2 separate regions of the Mus musculus genome follow, and region 2 is linked to region 1. A link is a contact called in public promoter capture Hi-C data. All regions are on one chromosome and are shown on one strand. Each heading gives the region's core, a stretch centred on a gene start, on an enhancer-like site or on the middle of the called end of the contact. The rest is flanking DNA. Distances are from core to core; before and after follow the strand shown.

Evidence for each region. Promoter capture Hi-C pulls out the DNA fragments that hold promoters and counts their contacts.
Region 2: a contact with region 1 is called in a promoter capture Hi-C map of liver, with 4 times the contacts expected there. The contact joins the enhancer-like site here to the promoter of Psma3 in region 1. A contact is called at or near these places in 1 of 39 promoter capture datasets (liver), 1 of 15 datasets of contacts at CTCF or cohesin (embryonic stem cells), 1 of 484 Hi-C or Micro-C datasets (the G1E-ER4 cell line) and 3 of 115 datasets of contacts at active chromatin or transcription factors (embryonic forebrain, embryonic stem cells and extraembryonic endoderm stem cells).

Annotation. Positions count from the first base shown.
Region 1 is chr12:70,972,425-70,976,199 of GRCm38.p6, reverse strand. Psma3 (proteasome subunit alpha 3) reads right to left here and starts at 1,577. Exons shown (of 11, transcript NM_011184.5): 1 at 1,433-1,577. The coding sequence starts at 1,453.
Region 2 is chr12:71,717,407-71,721,181 of GRCm38.p6, reverse strand. It overlaps 9630002D21Rik (a long non-coding RNA gene), which reads right to left. Exons shown (of 3, transcript XR_872814.1): 3 at 2,593-3,775. Among named protein-coding and RNA genes, the nearest start is that of Gm46356, 90 kb to the right of the region's middle. Within about 2 kb of position 2,096, at least 10 of the 459 cell types and tissues checked have an H3K27ac peak or open chromatin away from gene starts, as enhancers often do. A contact at or near this core is called in liver, where this site is marked.

The DNA.
Region 1 (3,775 bases), core at 328-2,827:
CTCAACCCCACCCCCTACAAACACACACACACACACACACACACTCACTATTTTCTTTAATTGAATATAGGATTTGGGGCTCAGTGCTTGCCTACTAGCTCTTGAGGCCCTCGGCTGGCCTTCCCAACTGCCCAGCAGTAGGGGTTAAAAAAAAGAAAACCAAATGGCCCAAAATGACTGACAAATACTGGTATTTACAATTCTTAGAAGACAGCCAGAAAACAAGCCTTCAACCGTGAAACTTCCTAAAACTCAGGGTTACTTTCATATTAAAATATTCCACATGGATTGACCACTGACAGAGGATAACATTACTACAACTGCAAAGCCAATTTGCTGAGACATATTATTGAGCACTTATCCCAAAAGTATTACATAGTATTAATATCTTGTAACCACTTAATTCTAAGCATAAGAACACAGTATGCGAGTTTAATTCTGAGCAGCAAATCTTATTTTGTTTGTGTGTGTGTGTGTGTGTGTGTGTGTGCGCGCGCGCGTGTTTTGTTTTAAAGACAGGGTCTCTTTACATAGTCCTGGCTGTCCTGGAACTCATTAAGTAGACCAGGCTGGCCTCGAACTCAGAGATCCTCCTACCTCTACCTCCCAAGTGCTAGGATTAAAGGGGTGCACCACACTTGGTGAGCATCAAAATAATGGGGGAAACAAGGATAACCAAGAAACGCATTATTCATTCATTACCTCTACTGCAAATAATCGAGACTGTTAAGTAGTTCTATATGGAGACAAAGGAAAGGTGGGGTAAATCGCTGCACACACTGGGTGTATTTAGCCCCAACAAATTAAAGTCCAGCTCGCAAATCCTCAATACTCCTTACAAATCGGAGGCGCTTAGGCCCATAGATAACCCTTTAAATGCTTACAGACTCGCTTAAAATAGCTTGTTCGCGAAAAGCAGAACGCAAAGGAAAGGCAAGGACTCATGAGATCCAGCCTTTCTTCTAGGTGGTGTCCCGTTTCCAGGGAACGTCCACTAACTAGGTTCCGTCCGGGAAGCCCGGGCAGGCCTGTGAGTCAGCAGCACCGCAGCACACAGCTCCGCAGCACCTGCATGGGCCGGCGGCGGCCGCACGACGCACTCGGCGATCCGGCCGAGGCATTGCGACCAGCAGGGGCTTGCAAGGGGCCGTTCGAGGGTCGAGCCGGGGAGCTCGCACTGCGGCAGGCCCGCGAGTCTCCACTTTCAGTTTCCTTAAGCATGAGACTAAAGTGACTCAGCACCCGGGGCTGTCGCTGCACGGGGGCGGACAGGACCGGCCCGAACCGCCGCGGGAGCCGGGGTCACCGAGACAGAGGCCGCGGGTCCCCAGGACTCGGGCAGCGCCGGGGATCCAGCGGCCCTCCGAGCCGCAGCCGGGCTTCCTCACTGCCTTCAACCCCGAACTGGAAGAGACGGCGCGGAGAGACTCACCCCAGTGCCGATGGAGCTCATGGTGCTGACCCGGCAGGCCGCGGAACGCTTCCAGGCCTCAAGCGCCGCTCCTACGCCGCACACGGCGCAGGCTAGTAACAGGCTCGCCCATTGGCTGCGCTCTCCACCAATAGCCTTTCCTCTTGCGGCTTGTTCCGTGGGCTGGGACGAAAACTGTAGGGGGAAAAAAAAAAAAAAAAAAAAGCAGAGAGCGCGCGTGCGCAGAAACCATAGAGGCGGTTCCCTGGAGAAGTTGCTACTGTGTCAACTGAAACTGGTATTGGAAGAGCTAAGGTCAGAGCCTAGTTCCTAATAGTCCTAAGTAGCTAATAATCCTAAGGAGGACAGGCTTGGGCACCTGTCCTCTGTAGCCCACACAGACAGGAATTCTTAAAAGTCGGGGAAGGAAAAACCCACCTTAGGAAAAGGAACAAAGCCGGGCGTGGTGGCGCATGCCTTTAATCCCAGCACTCGGGAGGCAGAGGCAGGCGGATTTCTGAGTTCGAGGCCAGCCTGGTCTACAAAGTGAGTTCCAGGACAGCCAGGACTACACAGAGAAACCCTGTCTCAAAAACACCAAAAAAAAAAAAAAAAAAAAAAAAAAAAAAGGAAAAGGAACAAAAGGAGGCAATTGACCCCCCCATCCTCCGACCAAGTTCATCATCAGAGTCCGAACATGACGTTTGGTTCAACTGCTGTGCATAACTAAGCAGCCTCGGTCAAGGTGTGATACCTTTTCCATCATGGTTTCAACTTTAGCCTCTCCTGCAAGGTGGTGTGAAATCTATGTGTGAGAGAAAGCTGTCCCTCTGGCTGGAACCAGGCAGGCTTCAGCCTTCTTTCACCCAGCATGTAATTCCTGGAGAAGTTCCAGTTTCTTGGAGTCTTATCAAAAAGAGGAGCACAAGAGCTTCTTTAGAATATCTTCATTCCTACTAGGAAGATTATGAGACTTAGCGTTAGGAAAGGCTAAGGTGGCTTGGGGGACTCCAGTTGCTCGGCTCATTCTAACAACTATCAGGTTATGATCTTAAGTATTAAGTGGAGGGAGGGCAACAGATAAATCAAAGGAGTGGGCATGGAACCTGACCTAGTGGTGGGTGGATTTTAAATCCCAATTGTAAATACAACGTTAGAAATATTTTTATTTAAAAAAATATATCTGAGCCGAGCGTGGTGGCACACGCCTTTAATCCCAGTACTCGGGAGGCAGAGGCAGGCGGATTTCTGAGTTCGAGGTCAATCTGGTCTACAAAGTGAGTTCCAGGACAGCCAGGGCTATACAGAAAAACCCTGTCTCAAAAAAACAAAATAAATAAATATCTGGAGACTTTTATTTTATATAGCTAGAAAATATTTTCCAGCAGGGTGATGCAGAAGGCAGGGACGGGAGGCCAGCTTGCAATATAAGAGCCCTGTCTAAAAAGAAAACAAAACAAACATCAATAAAAACACATTTTTAAAAACCCACTATCAATCAACTTTATTTTGGTTCGTTGTTTTGTTGAAGCAGTCTCAAGTATCTTAGGCTGGCCAAAGATGGCACTGAACTCCTAATCTTTCAGCCTCTACCTAAAGATGGAATTACAACCCTGGTTTATCACTCCAAGCCTAGGTAATGTCTTTCATAAGAAAAAAAAGGAAAAAGAAAAGAAAAACCAACAGCACACATTTCATTCGTTGTGTTTCAGCCTCCCTCCGAGTGTGGAAAAAGGGTTGCTTAGTAGTAGTATTTTTATTATTTTTACATGTTTGAGGGGAGGAAGTGTGCACGTGAGAACAGGTGACCACAGAGAACAGAGGGTGACTTTGAATCTCCTGGAACTGGAGTTACAAGTGGCTGTGAGTTTCTTTGCTCTTAACCCTTGAGCCATGCCATCAACCTCAGCGTTTACAATCTTTGTATTCTTAGGAGATGTTAATGCTGAGACTGGATAGATGCCCCAGCAATTAAAAGCATGGGCTGCTCCTCTGGAGGACCTGTGTTTGAGTCACAGCACCCAGGTTAGGCAGCACACACACACACACACACACACACACACATTAAAAGTAATAAAAATAAATCTTAAAAAAATCTGTATTGGCACATACCTTTTATTTCAGCACTCTGAGCCAGAGGCAGGCACATCTCTTGAGTTCTGGGACAGTCTGGTCAACAGAACAAGTTCCAGGACAGCCATAGCTACTTACATAGAGAAATCCTGTCTCAAAAAACAAACAAACAAACAAAAAAAAAACCAAACAATCAAACAAACCGGATATTCATTAATTTAGTTTTTCTGACTTCTTTTCATGTCAAGTGCTTCACTTCCAGTGGGAATACTACTACACCATTAGTTTGCA
Region 2 (3,775 bases), core at 847-3,346, 740 kb before region 1:
TCCAAAACTGACCATAGTCACAAAACAGGCCTCAACAGATACAAAAAGATTAACATAACCCCATGCATCCTATCAGATCACCATGAACTAAGGCTGGTCTTCAATAACAACAAAAACAACAGAAAACCCACATACACATGGAAGCTAAACAACACTTTACTCAATGATAACTTTGTCAAGGAAGAAATAAAGGAAGAAATTAAAGACTTTTTAGAATCTAATGAAAGTGAAGGTACAACATACCCAAACTTATGGGACAAAATCAAAGCAGTGCTAAGAGGAAAACTCATAGCTCTGAGTGCCTCCAAAGAGAGCTTACACTAGCAGCTTGACAGCACACCTGAAAGCTCTAGAACAAAAAGAAGCAAATATACCCAAGAGGAGTAGACAGAAGGAAATAATCAAACTCAGGGCTGAAATCAACCAAATAGAAACAAAAAGAACTATATAAAGAATCAACCAAACCAGGAGCTGGTTCTTTGAGAAAATCAACAAGATAGATAAACCCTGAGTCAGACTAACCAGAGGGCACAGAGACAGTATCCAAATTAACAAAATGAGAAATGAAAGGGGAGACATAACATCAGAAACTGAGGAAATTGAAAAAAAAATCATTAGATCCTACTACAATATCCTATACTCAACAAAACTGGAAAATCTGGATGTTACATATATATGTGTGTGTGTGTGTGCGTGTATATATATATTTAAATGCAGTTTGAGAAGCATTTTATTTGCTTCTCCGAGTCACCCTAATAGTTAAGTTTAAGAAAGTAGAACACCTAAGGTTTCTAGGTGAAAAGTTTTAGGGCTCAAGTCTTCTCATCCCAGCTTCTGTGCCCTTTTATCTCACAGTACACTTGACACTGTTACGGGCAAGAAATTACTTATAGGCACAGATTATAGAAATTTCCTCCAGTATATAAGATTAGAAGGAGCTCGAGGCCAGCCTGGTCTACAGAGTGAGTTCCAGGACAGCCAGGGCTACACAGAGAAACCCTGTCTCGTAAAACCAAAAAAAAAAAAAAAAAAAAAAAAAAGATTCGAAGGAGCTGTTTGAAAACTATTAGCACATAGTGGGCCAAGTGAGGCAGAGATGACAAGGCTGAGCGGCCCAGGAAGAGATTATGCAGGAGCACATTCCTTTTCTTCCTGCCACCGGGAAGTGGGTCTTTAGTGAGTCTTGTGGACCAGGTTGCATTTGGTAATGACTTTCCCAGTGGAAGCTGGTGACTGAGACAGGACACTTCTGTATCCTCACTGGCTGGAAAGTGATCTTACAAGACCAGTCTGCTGTCTGTAGACATCAGCAACTGTCAAAGAGGTTTCGGAGACAAGATCTCGAGGAGACTGTCTTTCAAAGCATTCACAGGGTCACAGTCGTGTGTGTTATCACAGACTTTAGAAGTATGCACTGTCCCCACACAGGGTCCTGTCAGTGAACTAGATAGCATAAAAGCCCAAGAAAACCATATCAGAGACATAGAATGGTCAGGAGTTGCCACCGCCTCACAAAGTCAAACAAAAAATTGTTAACACAGAAATGAAAATACCCACATAAATTTCTCATTATTCTAAAAGTTTCTTATAAGTTCAAAAATATATACTAAATATCAGTTCTCCATTCACCAAATCTTGATCTGCCTACGTGTGCGTTTGTCGGTAGTTGGTTGGAACACGTGGTCATAAGTCTCTGTTTTTAAAATTCTGGAGCTGTAGCAAAGCTCATAAAACTTTTATACTTGAAGCAATTTTCAAATACAAAAACCCTTACAATAATTTAGACTTTCTAGGCTAAAGCTTTTTTCTTACTAAGGTTGCTTAAACACCAGCTATATAACACATGAAATTTAGAAACTGCTGAAAATCCTGTAGCCCAGCATAATAATTGTAACAGGCACATTATATAAGCACTATCATTTGATGAGGTGTTTATGTAATACTTCTTTGAATTGATCATTTTTGCAAAATATCTGACAGACAGACTTTGGCCAATGCTTCAGGAAGATTTCGGTTCACTGTTGCAGGGTCATGCCTCAGGCTGTGGCAGCGCGCCTGCGTGATAGGCTTGCTCACGTTACAGTAAACAAGGAAGCAGAAAGAGGTCGGTCAGAGCCAGCAGTGAGTACAACCCTTCTCAGTGTTGTACAGTGGGTACAGCCTATAGCTACCTTCCAGGCCACATCTCCTAATAGTTCCACAGTCTTCAAAATAGTAGTACAGGCTGGGAATGGAGTGTACAAAGCATACTCAACCATGATGCCCGTTTAAATAGCTACAGCCTATATCAAAAGCCCTTGACATAACGTCTGTCTTTTATGAGGTGTTGCGGCCAGCCCGCAGCTCGCAACCAACGGTTCAACTGAGATGGCAACTCGGGCTGAAAGAGAAGAACTAGACGGGCGGAAGAAAGAACGAAGCCAAGTCAAAAGTCACTCTGATCAAAGCTCAATTTTTACTGTTGCAACACTCAGTTATGAAGGAAGGGGGAGGGGACCTGATTCCCGCCAAATAATCTCGGAGTCCAGTAGCAGGGTGAGCACGTGATGGCTTCGGAAAAGCAAGGCGGCAGGTTCCAGCAGTGGGTGTGGCAGAACGAATGAGCAGGAAGCTCCACCCCAGAGCAAGCAGGTTTCAGGCTGGGGGAGGGGAGACTACAATGAGGTACTATAGAGAACAGCCAAGACCAGGTTACTTCTAATATTGCTTTATTAATCTAGCCATCTCCACCCCCACATCCTATACAGCGGCATTCATTCTCCGTGGACAAATTCTCTGCTATCCTTTTTTCTGTTGTAGCATTAACCTCTCCCATGATACTAAAGTGGACACGCACTTAAGTTGCAGCACATGCTCACGTGCACACACGTCTCCACGCACGCACTAGTTAAATAAATAATAAATGAATAATAAATGAATGAATGCTGAGCTAGTATATTACATAGTGAAAACATGGATTGTACCATTAAATGCGTTTGGTTAATAAATAATTAAAAGCAATTGGTTAATAAAACATAGAGTTATGAACGGAACCTTCAGCTCTTAGAAAGGAAACACACATATTTCCTCTTGTAACTGGAGGTATCAGAATGTCCCTGGGCTGAAGATGATCGGCTTACCAATTGGTATCCTCGACTTCTTGCTGCGTTGTTTCAGACAGACAGCTGGACTCACGATTAAGGGTGGGAGGGAGTAGATAATGGAACAGAACATTCTAGCTTCAGACATAGTGAAGACAAGACAGATGGGCACACTTCAAGTATGAGATGTGACTAAATGCTTGAAGACTGAGATATGAAATAGTGGGTCAGCTACAGGAAGAGGTGCTTCAGCTGAAAAACCCAGGAAATAACTGTTAGAGAGTGGAAGGAGCCACCACACAAGCTGTGGGTGGAGGGTTTGTATAAAGGGTGAAGGTCACTTTAGTGGACAACATCCCCATGCTCTCTGGAGACTATTGACCCCTCCCTCCATCCCTCTGTCCTTCCCTTCCTCCACTTCCCCTCTTTTCTCCTGCCTTGAGCCTTTCCTTTAATTTCTTTTTAGGAATAAATTAAGATTTATATGTTTCTATTCTTCTTGGGACCTGGGCTTCTCATCTTCAGTGCTAGCAGTGATCTTCATCTACATAGAGACAGATGCACAAGGAATTCATCAGCTTAAACATCATTGTTGGCTATGTGACAGATAAGTCTATTCAGAGAAGAAACTTAGCACCAAAAGCCACAGAGCCAGCAGTATTTTATTTCATTAAAATTGTTATTACACTTATGTA